Regions from separate parts of the Danio rerio genome. Here region 1 is linked to region 2. The links are chromatin contacts, called in public Hi-C maps. All regions are on one chromosome and are shown on one strand. Each heading gives the region's core, a stretch centred on a gene start, on an enhancer-like site or on the middle of the called end of the contact. The rest is flanking DNA. Distances are from core to core; before and after follow the strand shown. Region 1 holds the start of rad23aa (RAD23 homolog A, nucleotide excision repair protein a). Region 2 holds the start of prdx2 (peroxiredoxin 2).

Evidence for each region. Hi-C and Micro-C count contacts between places; a contact is called where the count stands out from the background.
Region 1: a contact with region 2 is called in a Hi-C map of hematopoietic stem cells, with 3 times the contacts expected there. The contact joins the promoter of rad23aa here to the promoter of prdx2 in region 2. A contact is called at or near these places in 2 of 18 Hi-C or Micro-C datasets (caudal fin and hematopoietic stem cells) and 2 of 4 datasets of contacts at active chromatin or transcription factors (caudal fin and embryo).

What each region holds. Positions count from the first base shown.
Region 1 is chr1:55,447,490-55,454,852 of GRCz12tu, reverse strand. rad23aa (RAD23 homolog A, nucleotide excision repair protein a) reads left to right here and starts at 2,400. Exons shown (of 9, transcript NM_001003739.1): 1 at 2,400-2,640; 2 at 6,532-6,693. The coding sequence starts at 2,575. rnf11a (ring finger protein 11a) reads right to left here and starts at 612. Exons shown (of 3, transcript NM_201021.1): 1 at 187-612. The coding sequence starts at 285.
Region 2 is chr1:55,039,797-55,046,847 of GRCz12tu, reverse strand. It overlaps prdx2 (peroxiredoxin 2), which reads right to left and starts at 1,925. Exons shown (of 6, transcript NM_001002468.2): 1 at 1,834-1,925; 2 at 589-712; 3 at 247-400. The coding sequence starts at 691. rnaseh2a (ribonuclease H2, subunit A) reads left to right here and starts at 3,110. Exons shown (of 9, transcript NM_200226.2): 1 at 3,110-3,325; 2 at 4,637-4,765; 3 at 4,845-4,916; 4 at 5,372-5,498. The coding sequence starts at 4,639. It overlaps LOC141375080 (a long non-coding RNA gene), which reads right to left. Exons shown (of 4, transcript XR_012382231.1): 4 at 5,682-6,039.

The DNA of each region.
Region 1 (7,363 bases), core at 1,151-3,650, 410 kb before region 2:
TTAAAACCCCGCAGAAACCCTGTTTATAAATACATTAACTTGAACTTGACTAGAAGTCCACCACCACATTGAAGTGGTCAAAACATTCTGAGCCTGTCAGTATTGTATCGCAGACAGCTGGATGTTTGTTTGTGTGTGTGGGACAGTACAGTTATATTGTATTTTTTGTTTGTTGTTTTAAGTTACCTGGTATGGTGGCGGAGGCTCTCCGGGCAGACTCGCCCCCTCGGACTCGTTGAGCAGGGACAGATCATCAGCGCCTTGAGAAGACAGACAGTTCCCCATTGAGCTGACCCTGCACGACAACACAAACCCTCCAAAATCACGTCTATGTGGCTTTTACGAACTCGCCAGGCTCCTCTTGTGTTCAGGGAGCTCGCTTTCCGCAGCCCGCTGTGTCTGCTGTCTGTCTAACGTTAGTCTGAAAAAACAAACAACCGCCTCAACAGCCAGCGCTCCGATTTTCACTCACCAAATATACGTTTTAAAAAGCCGTAGTGTTTGTAAACGCGTACATCCCGCTTGGTTTAATCCTCACGACTGTAAACGACACGCACGTCATGTAAAACGCATCTACAGTGGACTGTACAGAGCAATATTTTTAGGTAAGACCTCTTGACGACTCCATATCTGCTTTCATTGTTTACAAACTCTTGGACCGGAAGTGAGTCGATCTGCGGATTGTGGGTAATGTAGTCATTCGTAGGGTGACTTTTTATGTCTAGCACGAGCGATAAATATGAAAATCATCATAATTCATATGTTTGTAATGAAGCTTTAAAGAAGGATGTGGACATTGAAAGTTGTTAGATACATTCTAGATTATTACTAAAACCATATATATATATATATATATATATATATATATATATATATATATATATATATATATATATATATATATATATATATATATATATATATGAATATGTTTAAATATAGAGATGATAACAAAACATCTATCCAGTAAGTTGGTTAAATACAATAAATAAATAAAATTTTATTCATGTATGTTAGCTTTACAGTAAAGTTTCATTAGTTTATGTGGTTAATGTATTATATTGGCTACGCAGTGGCGCAGTAGGTAGAGCTGTCGCCTCAAAGGAAGAAGGTCACTGGTTCGAGTCTTGGTTGAGTCTGTTGGTGTTTCTGTGTGGAGTTTGCATGTTCTCCCCGCATTCAAGTGGGTTTCCTCCGGGTGCTCCGGTTTCCCCCACAGTCCAAAGACATGCGTTACAGGTGAATTGGCTAGGCTAAATAGTCCATAGTGTGTGAGTGTGATTGAGTGTGTGTGTGAAGTTTCTGAGAGATGGGTCGCAGCTGGAAGGGCATCCGCTGCGTAGAAAAAACATGTGCTGAATAAGATGGTGGTTCATTCCGCTGTGGCGACCCCGGAGTAATAAAAGGGACTAAGCCAAAAAGAAAATAAATGAATGAATGTATTAAATTACTTAATGAAAAATACTTCAGCATTTATTAATAATTATGTACAAACACATGCTTGTTACCTTTGGTAATGCACTGTGAGTTAACTTGAAGTAACAATGAGCAACTTCATTTCATTAGCAAAGATAAATAAATACTGTAATAAATGTATTGTTCATTATTTATTCATGTTCGTAGCCACATTTGCTAACATTAACTAATGCAACCTTATCGAAGTGTTACAAATTATGCTTAATTAAAATGTTTTGTGTCTAAGGCAAGTGTTCAAACCATTGATTTATATAGAATGACAATGATGTTATTTAGCCCTATTATACACTGACCGGCCACTTTATTAGGTACACCTGTCCAGATGCTCATTAACGCAAATTTTATGACAATTCGCACAGGCTCACCAAAATTTGATAAAAGAAGACTGGAAAAACATTGCCTGGTCTGATGAGTCTCGATTTCTGCTGTGACATTCAGATGGTCGGGTCAGAATTTGGCATCAACAGCGTGAAAGTATGAATCCATCCTGCTTTGTATCAACAGATCAGACTGCTGGTGGTGGTGTAATGGTGTGGGGGATATTTTCTTGCCACACTTTGGGCCCATTAGTCCCAATTGAGCATCGTGTCAACTCCACAGACTGGTTTCTTGAACATGTAAATGAGTTCACTGTACTCAAATAGCCTCCACAGTCACCAGCATTCAATCCAATAGAGCACTTTTGGGATGTGGTGGAACCGGAGATTCACATCATGGATGTGCAGCTCTGAGAAATATTTCCAGTACCTTGTTAAATCTATGCCAGGTAGGGATTAAGGCGGTCCTGAAGGCAAAAGGGGGTCCAACCCGGTACTAGGAAGGTGTACTTAATAAAGTGGCCGGTGAGTGTAGCTCAGCGCTTCAAACCGTAATTCCCCTCATTTCCGAGTGATGTCAGTACGTCAAAACTCCGCCTCTCCGCACCACCACCGAAGAAATGACGCAGACAGGCGTGTTTTTAGCCTGTTAGCCAGAGAGCTACATCTTTTAACGTCCATTAACTGTCCTTGGCTTTCAAACTCAAACATTTCCTCGGGACATAAACCTGTACGAAGGTCCAGAATCGAGAAGTAAGGAGAAGACGAAGACACAGCAGTCATGCAGATCACACTGAAGACATTGCAGCAGCAGACCATTCAAATAGACATCGACGATGAGCAGACGGTATTAACGGTTTATTTACGCTTGTTATAATGCGTTAACGACATGGATAAGTGTTCGAAGCACATACATATCAACGATAGCTGTACATTTCGAGCTAAGAAAGATGACAAGGAGCGTTAATTCATTTATGAGTCACTGGGGATCATTTGGGCGTGTTAAGCATTAACGATAGATAGATAGATAGATAACGTTAGATAGATAGATAGATAGATAGATAGATAGATAGATAGATAGATAGATAGATAGATAGATAGGTATTATATTGGTATATATTAGATATTAATAAGTAACAGTTAGATAGATAGAAAATGAAGGTCTGTATAGTGTAGTATGACGATTAATGCAACTCGCGATAGTTTGTCGTTAGGTTTGTGTATAGTATCGATTATATGTAACATACTGTGCGTGTATAATTGTTATCTAAGTAAATATTCCAAGCCACATAAATCTTAATAACTATACAATAACTTAATAAAAAGTATAAAGTTATGTATAGTCAAATAAGTGATGTTTAATTTTTAGAGGACTGGAAGATGCATGTCTTCATTATTCTTAAGCAGGTTTCTATTTACTGGTAAAAACGAGATATAATTTAGACTTAAATAATCTAAATTTGAGAGATGAATTGGTCAAAACTTATTGCCAGATTCATGTATGGAAAATATTGTAACATTCAAACAGTGGTACAAGAAATGGAGCCTATCCCTCCATTTCCAACCTGAAAGCTACTAAATAAATAGATGATAACATGTATAATTGTTACGGAAGTCAATATTCCAAGCCACATAAATCTTAATATTGTGATAGCACAATAAAAAGTATATAGTTATGTCTGATCAAATAAGTGATGTAGTTTTTTAAAGAAGACTGGAAGCTACATGCCTTCATAGTTATAAAAGTTTAATTTTACTAGTAAAATAGTCCAAAAACAAGAAATAAAGTCAAAATTACAGCGATGGAGTCGTCAAAATGTACTGCCAGATTCATATATGGAAAATATTGTACATTCTTTAAACAGTTGTACAAGAAATGGAGCCTATCCCTCCATTTCCAACCCAAAAATTACTAAATAAATGGATTATAACATGTAATTGTTACCGAAGTAAATATATCAAGCCAGATAAATCCTAACAACAATTACAATAACATAATAAAAAAAAGTATTAAGTTACATTAAATCAATTAAGTAATATTCAATTTTGAAAGAGGACTGAAAGATACATCACGTCATAGTTATTAAACAGGTTTCTATTTACTGGTTAAAAAGAGATGTAAATTAGACATAAAATCCGAATCTGAGAGATGGAGTCGTCCTAACGTACCGCCAGATTCATATATGGAAACATGCACACACATGTATAATTGTTATCAAAGTCAATATTCCCAGCCACATAAATCTAAATAACTATCACAATAACATAATTAAAAAGTATATAGTTATGTATAGTCAAATAAGTGATGATTATTTTTTTAAAGAGGCCTGGAAGCTACATGCCTTCACAGTTATGAAGCAGGTTTCTTTTTACTGGTAAAATAATCAAAAAATGAGATATTAAGTTAAAATTAGAGCGATGTAGTTGTCATAATGTACTGCCAGATTCATATAAGGAAAATATTGTAATATCTTCAAATAGTGGTACATGAAATGGAGCCTATCTCTGCATTTCCAGCCTGAAAGTTACTAAATAAATGTATTTAAAACATGTATAATTGTTACCAAAGTCAATTTTCTAAGCCAGTGGTTCTCAAACTGTGGTACACGGGCTTACTTCTAGTGGTACGCAGAGGAATCAAAAATGTCATATGTACATACATATATTTAAAAATGTCTCAAAAATGATTATATATGATGAAATGTAGCCTATATTTCCAGGTGTTGATACTTTACATTTAAGTACAGGAGTTTTTTTTAACTTTAAGAACAGTAACCTGTCATTTTTAACTTTTAAAAGCACATTTTAATTTTAATGTTGACATTTTTTTACGTATAAGCACAGTACAGGGTTAATGTTCAAACTATTTATAATGTTTAAAGTGTCTGACGATAATACGCTTAATAATACAAATTAATTGCCTCATTTTTAAACTGTACAGAGCTGTAGCTGTTACACTGGGGCCCACTATGCTACAGTATTTCAATACTGCTTATTTTGGTGGTACTTGGAGAGACCATTTTTTTCTGAGGTGGTACTTGATGAAAATTTTTAAGAACCACTGTTCTAAGCCACATAAATCTTAATAACTATTCATTCATTCAATCTTTTTCTTTTCGTCTTATGCCGAGTTCAGACTGCATGATTTTCAAAGTAGTCGTGTCACAGATGTTTTCACACTGCATGACTATCTGGGCTAGCGTTTCGTCGCTGCTTTGTTTACACTGCAAGATGGATCGGCAACAGGGACTTTCACATTGCATGACTTTACTATAGAAAGAATCGCCGACAACTTCGTCCAAACTACGTCTCACAGCCAAAAACACGTAGTATATCTTTTGTTATTAACTACATAATGAGAAAGAAGCCTTTAATGGGGTAGAACATGTACATATTTGCTCACCTGGGTTTAAAGGGAATTAGCCATTTCTCCTAAACGTTGATAAACAAATTTCTTTCTGTATGAAACGTCAAACAGACACAGTTGCTCCTGAGTCCTGTCAACCCTCCTCTAGTTTTTCCTCCATTTCGTGGGTCCAAATAAACCAAAAAAGAGCGCTTTTAACTTCTCCCCAGCCTCCCGCTGGGCTGCAGCAGGTATACACACACGCACACACAAGTGAAAGCTGCTCTCTCATTGGCTGTAGGTGATGGCTGATGTTATTTTCAGTCAAAACTCAATTCACACGGCATGATTTGAATCGCCGACAGCTCCAGATATTTAGCACGCCAAACATCTCACAGGCATCGGCGACTCATCGGCGATTCTCTCAGATTGCGTCTTTAAAAGTTCATACTGTGTGATTGTCACTCACGTGCACGAGCAGCGATTTGCCTGTGATTTCAGGCATTTGTCGGCGATTTCTCAAAACCTGTCGGCGAGCCAAAATCGGGGCTAAAATCACGCAGTCTGAACTAGGCAGTAGTCCCTTTTTTAATCTGGGGTCGCCACAGCGGAATGAACCGCCAACTTATCCAGCACATGTTTTACGCAGCGGATGCCCTTTCAGGTGCAACCCATCTCTGGGTATTAATAACTATTATAATAACATAATTTAAAAGTATATAGTTAAGTATAATCAAATAAGTCACATAAAATTTTTAAAGAGGACTGGAAGCTGCATGTCTTCATAATTATTAAGCAGGTTTGTATTTACTGAAAAAATAGTTAAAAAACGAGGTGTAATTTAGACGTAAAAGTTCAAATTTGAGAGATGGAGTCGTCAAAACATATTGCAAGCTTCATATATGGAAGATATTACATTCTTCAAACAGTGGTACAAGAAATGGAGCCTATCCCTCCATTTCCAACCTGGAAATGACTAAATAAATGGACAATAACATACAGTCCATGTATAACTGTTAGAAGAGGCAATATTCCAAGCCACATGAATCTTAATACTATTATAATAACACAATTAAAACATATATAGTTATGTATAATCAAATACGTTATATTTAGCGGACTGGAAGATACAAATCTTAGGTATAAAGTAGGTTTTCTTTTACTGGTAAAATAGTCCACAAACGAGATATAAATATCAAATAAGCCTCTTCTGAAGTCAACGAGAAGTCAAGTTATTATTTGTTGTTCTTAAAACTTGGATAGGCGACAAGCTTTTTGTCAGGGAGTGTACATCATTACTGTTTTTCTTCACCCTGCTGCCTTCCAGTATTGCATTATTTTCCTTTTCTAATGTCCATGTGTGTGTTTTTAATGCTCATGTTTCTGACACAGGTGAAGGCGTTGAAGGAGAAGATCGAGGCTGAGAAGGGCCGGGACAGTTTTCCGGTAGCGGGACAGAAGCTCATCTATGCTGGGAAGATCCTGCAGGACGATACGCCCATCAAAGAGTACAAAATCGATGAGAAGAACTTTGTGGTGGTGATGGTGTCAAAGGTCAGAGACTTTTAACGGCGGTCAAAATCATTCGCCCTCCATTAAATGTTTTTTTTTTCTTTATCAAATATTTGTCAAATGATGTTTAACAGAGCAAGGAATTTTCACAGTATTTCCTATCATATATTTCTTCAGGAAAAAGTCTTATTTGTTTTATTTCGGCTGGAATAAATGCAGTTTTTAATTTGTTAAAAACCATTTAAAGGTCAATATTATTAGCCTTCTTAAGAGATTTTTTTTTCAGATAGTCAACAGAACAAACCATTGTTTTACAATAACTTGCCTAATTACCCTAATCTGCCTAGTTAACCTAATTAACCTAGTTAAGCCTTTAAATGTCACTTTAAGCTGTATATAAGTGTCTTGAAAAATATCTAGTCAAATATTATTTACTGTCATCATGGCAAAGATAAAATAAATCAGTGTTTATAAATGAGTTATTAAAACTTTTATGTTTACAAAAGTGTTGAGAAAAATCTCTCCGTTAAGCAGAAATTGGGGCTAATCATTTAGGAGGGCTAATAATTCTGACTGCAACTGTGTTACTGACGTTCATGCTGAATCTCAGGGTGCTTTCACACCTACACTTTTGTTTCGGAACGTATCTCGTTTGTCCAGTTAGCGCGGTTCGATTGGCATATGTGAACAGGGCAATCACGCTCTGTTCCGC
Region 2 (7,051 bases), core at 676-3,175:
CCCAATACCTCAGGCAGATGTAATCTGAGAATTTAACTGAAAACAATCAGGAAGTGCTTTTTCAGATTTAAATGAAAGATTACAAAGGCAAACTGTTTTTTTTTTTTGCTTAATGACATGCACTGATGAATTGTTCACCAAATTCAGCTAACAATGTGAGCCAACACAATCAATATGGTTAGTCTTTTTAAGTGTACTTTAAAGAGTTTTTCCAGATGTGTTCAATACAGAAATAGGGAATCTCACCATGCTAGATGGCTGAAATGAGAGTCTGTGGAGGCAGCGATGAGCTCCACACCGATTTTACGAAACTCTGCTGCCCGCTCGCTGAACGCAATGATCTCGGTGGGACACACAAAGGTGAAATCAAGAGGATAGAAAAACAACACAACATACTTCCCTGAAGAAAAAAAAAAAAGAGAAAAATGGGTTCAAACTGACACCAAACTTAAAAACAGTTCATTTAGAGACATCCAGAAAGAGTTGGCTCATATCATCATGATGTAAAGGAAGGTAAATGTGGTTCACACTGACATTTAAATGACATTTAGAAAAGAAACTGTGCTAATCTACAAAACACACACACACCTCTGTAGTCTGAGAGCTGAATGTCTTTAAACTGTCCATCTACCACTGCTGTGGCCTTGAACTGAGGAGCAGGCTGACCGATCTTAGCGTTTCCAGCAGACATCTTGAAGATTGCTTGTTGGTACTGTGGTAGAGATAATAAAAATATAATAATTCAACTTATACATAATAGTTATACATATAGGATTGACTTATAGTTATCGCTGACCTCTTCATAATTATTGTAAACCTTGCGTTAAACATTGTTCTTTGTACTTTTATTTTTCTGTTATCCATTTTAATTTTAAGCCTGTGTACAGTCAGTTCTGTTCTTATTTCTCATTGAACATAATTAAGCTCATCTAACTAAAAACATTAAAAAATAAGTAACTTCTCACGCCGTAAACACAAAGTATCCCTGAATAATGCATGCAATAGCCTTGCAGCAGACCACACACTGCAGGTCACATGACGCAGTCAGTTGTTCTGAACAATGGGCTACTAAGAAACTAATTCAAGAAGGGCTTCAGAGCGGTCTTTCACCCAAATCACCGACTAAAGACAGTACTAATGTGCATTTATCCATTTCTAAGCTTAAAATAAAGACTTTAACAGCGTTTTATGTGGTGAACTCATCCCAGAGGTCGCCTAAACGCTTACTTGTGGCCCTGCACTCTCTGATAACGCCTGACATTTCAGTATCTCTGCTAAAATCATATCAGACCCCAGCAAATGCACCAATGTGTCAACGACCCTCAGACTTTGCCCTGGAAATTATCAGTAAAAGACAAAAGGAAAAGGCCGAGACAAGTGTGCTAATGTAGGGCTTTACTATAAAAGTCTCGTTCAGCAATTATAATATCAAGTTTCTGGAAATGTGAGAGGAGAAGCAATGCATATGAAGAATGCATGATGCTTTTAGATATCAAAATGAGTAATATACACAATATCTGCGTTTAGCCTCGCGAGCTAAAGCAAGTTCAAGTGGGATGATGTTACATAAAAGTAGCATAATGCGAATCATATAACGTATACTACTTAAAGTGAACGCATGCATGATATATAATAATAATAATATATGCATTAATATATTTCACTCCGTTATCAAGTGTAACTTAAATCCAACATATAAAAATGACGCCGGCGTTTCACACGCGCTCTTTTGTTCTGTAGTACTCAACAAAACTACTCATTAAGCATTTGTACATTTATATAAACGTTCAAAATGTGCAGATTAAAGTTAATATATCCGTATTTAAAACCTACCTGTTCTGTGTGGACGAGAAAGTTCTCTTTGCCTTGATGCACGCGCACAGGAAGTGGCAACCGCGCGACCTGCTCTAAAACCAGCGAGCAGCGGCTCTACGTAAGAAGAGGGGGGAGCGACGTGGTTCACGGCACCGCCCACTTTTTGGCTTAATTATTTTTTTCAAAAATAATTTTTTCTGCTCCTTACTTTGTAAAATATTAAACTAATAAAATACAAAGACATTTATTTTAGTATGTATATAATTTGTAAACAAAAAGGCTTTGAAGCTTTGAAAACCTTAAACCTAATATAAAAAAAATAATAATTATTATATTTTTAAATAAATTAAATGATCAAAATTCATTATTATTATTAGTATTGTAATTTATTTGTAATTGTGCTTTGCACTTTTATTTTCCTATATTTATTGTAAGCCTATGAAGGACGAAACCTGCAAAAACAATAAAAAATAAATAATAAATAGGGCGTCACAGTCAATTAAATTAATTAATTAATTAATCCACGAATTCATGCATGAATTAAACAATAAATAAATATGCATATATATATATATATATATATATATATATATATATATATATATATATATATATATATATATATATATATATATATATATATATATATTTGCGTATTTATTTGTTTATTGTTTTATTTATGCAGGGATTTGTGTATTTTTTTAGTCATTTAATTATTTATTTGCGTATTTATTTATTTATTGTTTCGTTTATACAGGTATTTGTGTATTTATTTATTCATATATTTATTTATTTGTGTATTTATTTATTGTTTCATTTATGCAGGATTTTGTGTATTTGCTTATTCATTTTTTTATTAATTTGCATATTTATTTATTTATAAGTTGTTTATTTATGCAGGAATTTGTGTATTCGTTCATTTATTTGCATGTTTCTTCATTCATTGTTTTTGTAGGTTTCGTCCTCCATAATTTCAAAGCAGGATTAAAATATATTTAAAAATTCACCACATTTTGCTTATAAATATATATTTGGTATGTTGTTTTTTGTTCTTGTCCATGGTGAAGTATAGTTCATTTATTATTTTTTTTTTAGTCAAGCTTCACCTCCACAACATAAACTAATAGCACAAAAATCAACCGAATTCTGCTTTTCAACACATACATACATACATACATACATACATACATACATACATACATACATACATACATACATACATACATACATACATACATATACGAAGTCGACAAAATAAAAAATATTTGAACTCCATTTCCCACAAGCCCTTGCGACGTTGAGTTGAGGAGGCATACAGTTAAACGCGTTCACTTCATGATTTTGAACATTACACGATTTTTGTGTGTGTGTTACAGAATGTCTTGCATTTATCAATGAATTAACAAATACGTTCGTTTCTTTTTAATATTGTCGGTCAAAGGTCACGCTGTACCGTCAGACTCGCGCCAATTCTGTAGTTCCGGTTGAAGCGCGCTGCACACACATTCAGGTTCGTCCAACTTGTTTATGCTTCTGTTTACAATCACTTTTACGATTAAGCTAATTGTTCTAGAATGTATTTGTGTACACTTCAAGTTAGCATTTAAGAGTAAAACCGCATGTACTCACTACTCATTGTTCGCACAATATTTGTATTATTTATGTATATAACGTTGTTCCAGAGATGGGTTGCAGCTGGACGGGCATCAGCTACGTTAAACATATACAAGATACGTTGGCGGTTCATTCCGCTGTGGTAACCCCAGATTAATAAAACGATCCAAGCCGAAAAGAAAATAAATGAATGAATGAATGAATGAATGTATATAACGTTATCTCTCAGTAATCAGATCATATATTGTTAACAGTCATCTATGATGTACTGTACTGTTTTATATTGTGTTTTAAATGAACGATATAAGTTCTAGATAAGTTTAAATGCTTAGAGAGTTTCTCTGTCAAACACTAGGTTACTTCATTCATTATAACTTTAGGATTTATACAAGTTCAAGAAAATAAATAATGGAAATACGACACGTAAGTTTAATGGTTAGCTTTAAGTTTATTTTAGCACTTTATTGAACCTCCTTCAAAATATTGTTCATATTTTATAATTTTAGAATATTGCTTTAATTTTCTTTCCTTTAAATATTATTTAAATAGCACTCTAAAAGGTGCCTTTCAAGATAAGCTTCATTGATTTTCTTCAACTTGGTCCCTTTATTCATCAAGGGTCACCACAGCGGAATAAACCGCCAACTTATCCAGCAGAATTATTAGCACCTTCCTTTTTAAGAAATGTCCCAAATTATGTTTAACAGAGCAAGGAAATTTTCACAGTATGTCTGATATTATTTTTTTCTTCTGGAGAAAGTCTTATTTGTTTTATTTCGGCTAGAATAAAAGCAGTTTTTAAAAAAAAAATTAAGTTCAAAATTATTAGCCTTCCTAAGCTATATTTTTTCGATAGTCTACAGAACAAACCATCGTTATACAATACCTTGCCTAATTACCCTAACCTGCCTAGTTAACCTAATTAACCTAGTTAAGCCTTTAAATGTCACTTTAAGCTGCATAGAAATGTCTTGAAAAATATCAAGTCAAATATTATTTACTTTTTGTCATCATCATGGCAAAGATAAAATAAATCAGTTAATAGAGATGAGTTATTAAAACTATTATGTTTAGAAATGTGTTAAAGAAATCTTTTCTCCGTTAAACAGAAATTAAGGAAAAAAATAAACAGGAGGGCTAATAATTCTGTCTTCAACTGTATATACTGATCTAACATGTTTTAAAATGATATTCACTGTTTTATTAGTGATGGATCTGAGTGATTTTGAGGCGGACAACTCTGTGAGCTGCCGCTTGTCTTCATCTATCCCAGACTTGTGTAAGACAGAGGACTGCTGCCTGGGCATCGATGAGGCGGGCAGGGGACCCGTATTAGGTGAGAGTCATCTTCACTGGAAAAAAGCTCATATCCGATTGAAACTGGAGTGTGCATTAAATATGTTACTATTTTCCAGGACCCATGGTGTACGGCATATGCTTCTGCCCTGTATCCAGAAAAGAAGACCTAAAGAATTTAAAAGTGGCAGGTTGGTCTGAATTATTCAGCATGTTTTGTTACAGGGTGACATGGTGGCTCAGTGGTTAGCACCGTTACCTCACAGCAAGAAGGTCGCTGGTTTGAGTACCAGCTGTGCCAGTTGGCATTTCTGTGTGGAGTTTCCAAGTTCTCCCCGTGTTGGCGTAGGTTTCCTCCAGGAGCCTCCACAGTCCAAAGTCATGCGCTATAGGTGAATAGGGTAAACTAAATTTGCTTAAGTGTATGAGTGTGTGTGTGTGAATGAGTGTGCATGGGTGTTTTCCAGTACTGGGTTACAGCTGAAAGGGCATCCACTGTGTGAAACATATGCCGGAATAGTTGGTGATTCATTCCGCTGTGGCGACCCCTGATGAATAAAGAGACTAAGCCAAAGGAAAATGAATGAATGGATATTTTGTTAGAGAGCATGTGTGTAAATCTTCAGTATATTTGTTGTCTATTTAGACTCAAAGACGCTGACGGAGGCTGAGCGAGAGAACCTGTTTGTGAAGCTCGATGAGGCCAAAAGTTTCGTAGGCTGGGCCCTTCAGATCCTCTCGCCCAACATGATTTCCACCAGCATGCTACAAAGGTACCAGCATGCTAGATTTCAGTGAAGAGAAGGCTAGTGTGATGTTATGTCAGATTAAATCAGCACAAAACAAACATTTTTGGTGTACAAAACTGCTTGTCAAAGCATAGTTTCCACAACATTTCGCTCTGGTTGGTAAACTCCTTCAAACTACGACTAGTAAAGCAGGTTTTCAGTCCACTTGAAATCAAAATTTACTTTATTTACTAGCTCACATTGTTATTCCTAAAGTCTGCATGAATTGGAAGCTGCGGCTGTCTTTTTTTTCATATAGTGATGCAGTTCCTACAGAAACGGAATAATAAATGAGACAACAGTGGGCGTGGCTTGTTTTCTTTTTCTACTCATGGCTAATTGGATGTCTTAAAGTAGGCATTTCATTCAGAAAGAAAAGGAAAAGGGTTTTGGGAGAGTTATTACAGCCTAACAAACTCCTCCTGCTCACCATTTCTGTTTGTTGTCAAATCTGACAGCTGGAGGGGCGTGGTTAAGTATGTTAGTCAGGCCCAATACCTCAGACAGACTTAATGTGAGAATTCAACTGAAAACAAACAGGAAGTGCATTTTTAGATTTCAATTTTAGAAACAAACGCAAATAATTTTATTTTCTTATTGCTATGCACTGATAAATTGTTCAACACAGAACTAGCAATGCGAGTTAACAAAATCAACATGGTTAGTTTTGATGTGTACGTTAAGGTGAATAGATAATCTGTGCAAGTTAAGCCACTGAAAAAAATGATAAAATTCAATGCTGATTTGCTTTCGCTTTTGAGTGGCGGTTCTTCTGTTGACATCAACCTGGGGGCTCCCATAGCAACTGTACATGAATACCCTCTAATACGATATATAATGGTAATAATCAAAGAAATCCACATATGCAACGAAAACTAAACTAATTAGTTTACAAATTAAGTTAAGTGTAATAAAATGAAAGGACGCAGAGGAAAAGTATTGAACACACGAAGAAAGGAAGGTGTTGAAAAGCATGGAAAGCCCAGACAGCTGCTGAAATCTCTTTTTTTTCTCTAGTTTATTAGCAACCATCGTCAGTGTAAATGAATATTCGCTGCTTCAGTCCAACATCTACATTAGCAGATGATGAAGATGAAACCAGGGTGGACATTTCAGCAAAACAATGATCCAAAACACAGCCAAGGAGACTCGCAAATGCTTTCAGAGAAAGAAAATAAAACTGTGGAATGGCCTAGCCAATCACCTGACTTGAATCCAATAGAGAATACAAAATAAAGATCAAAATTAATAGACGAGACCCACAGAACCATCAATATTTTTATACTCTGTTGAAGTCTGTGAAAAACTCATGCCTGAGCAATTCATGTGACTTCATTCTCCATATGAGAGGCGTCTTTAAGCTGCCATCACCAACAAAAGCCTTTTATATAAAGTGTTAAATACGTTTTAATAGTTCAGTAATTTCTCCTTGTGTCATTCCATTGTTATTACACAAAATATTTCAGATTTTTTTTTTGTCTGTTTCTTTTTATGTTAACATTGTTCTGGTTTTTATCGTAATCTGGTTCAATTCCATG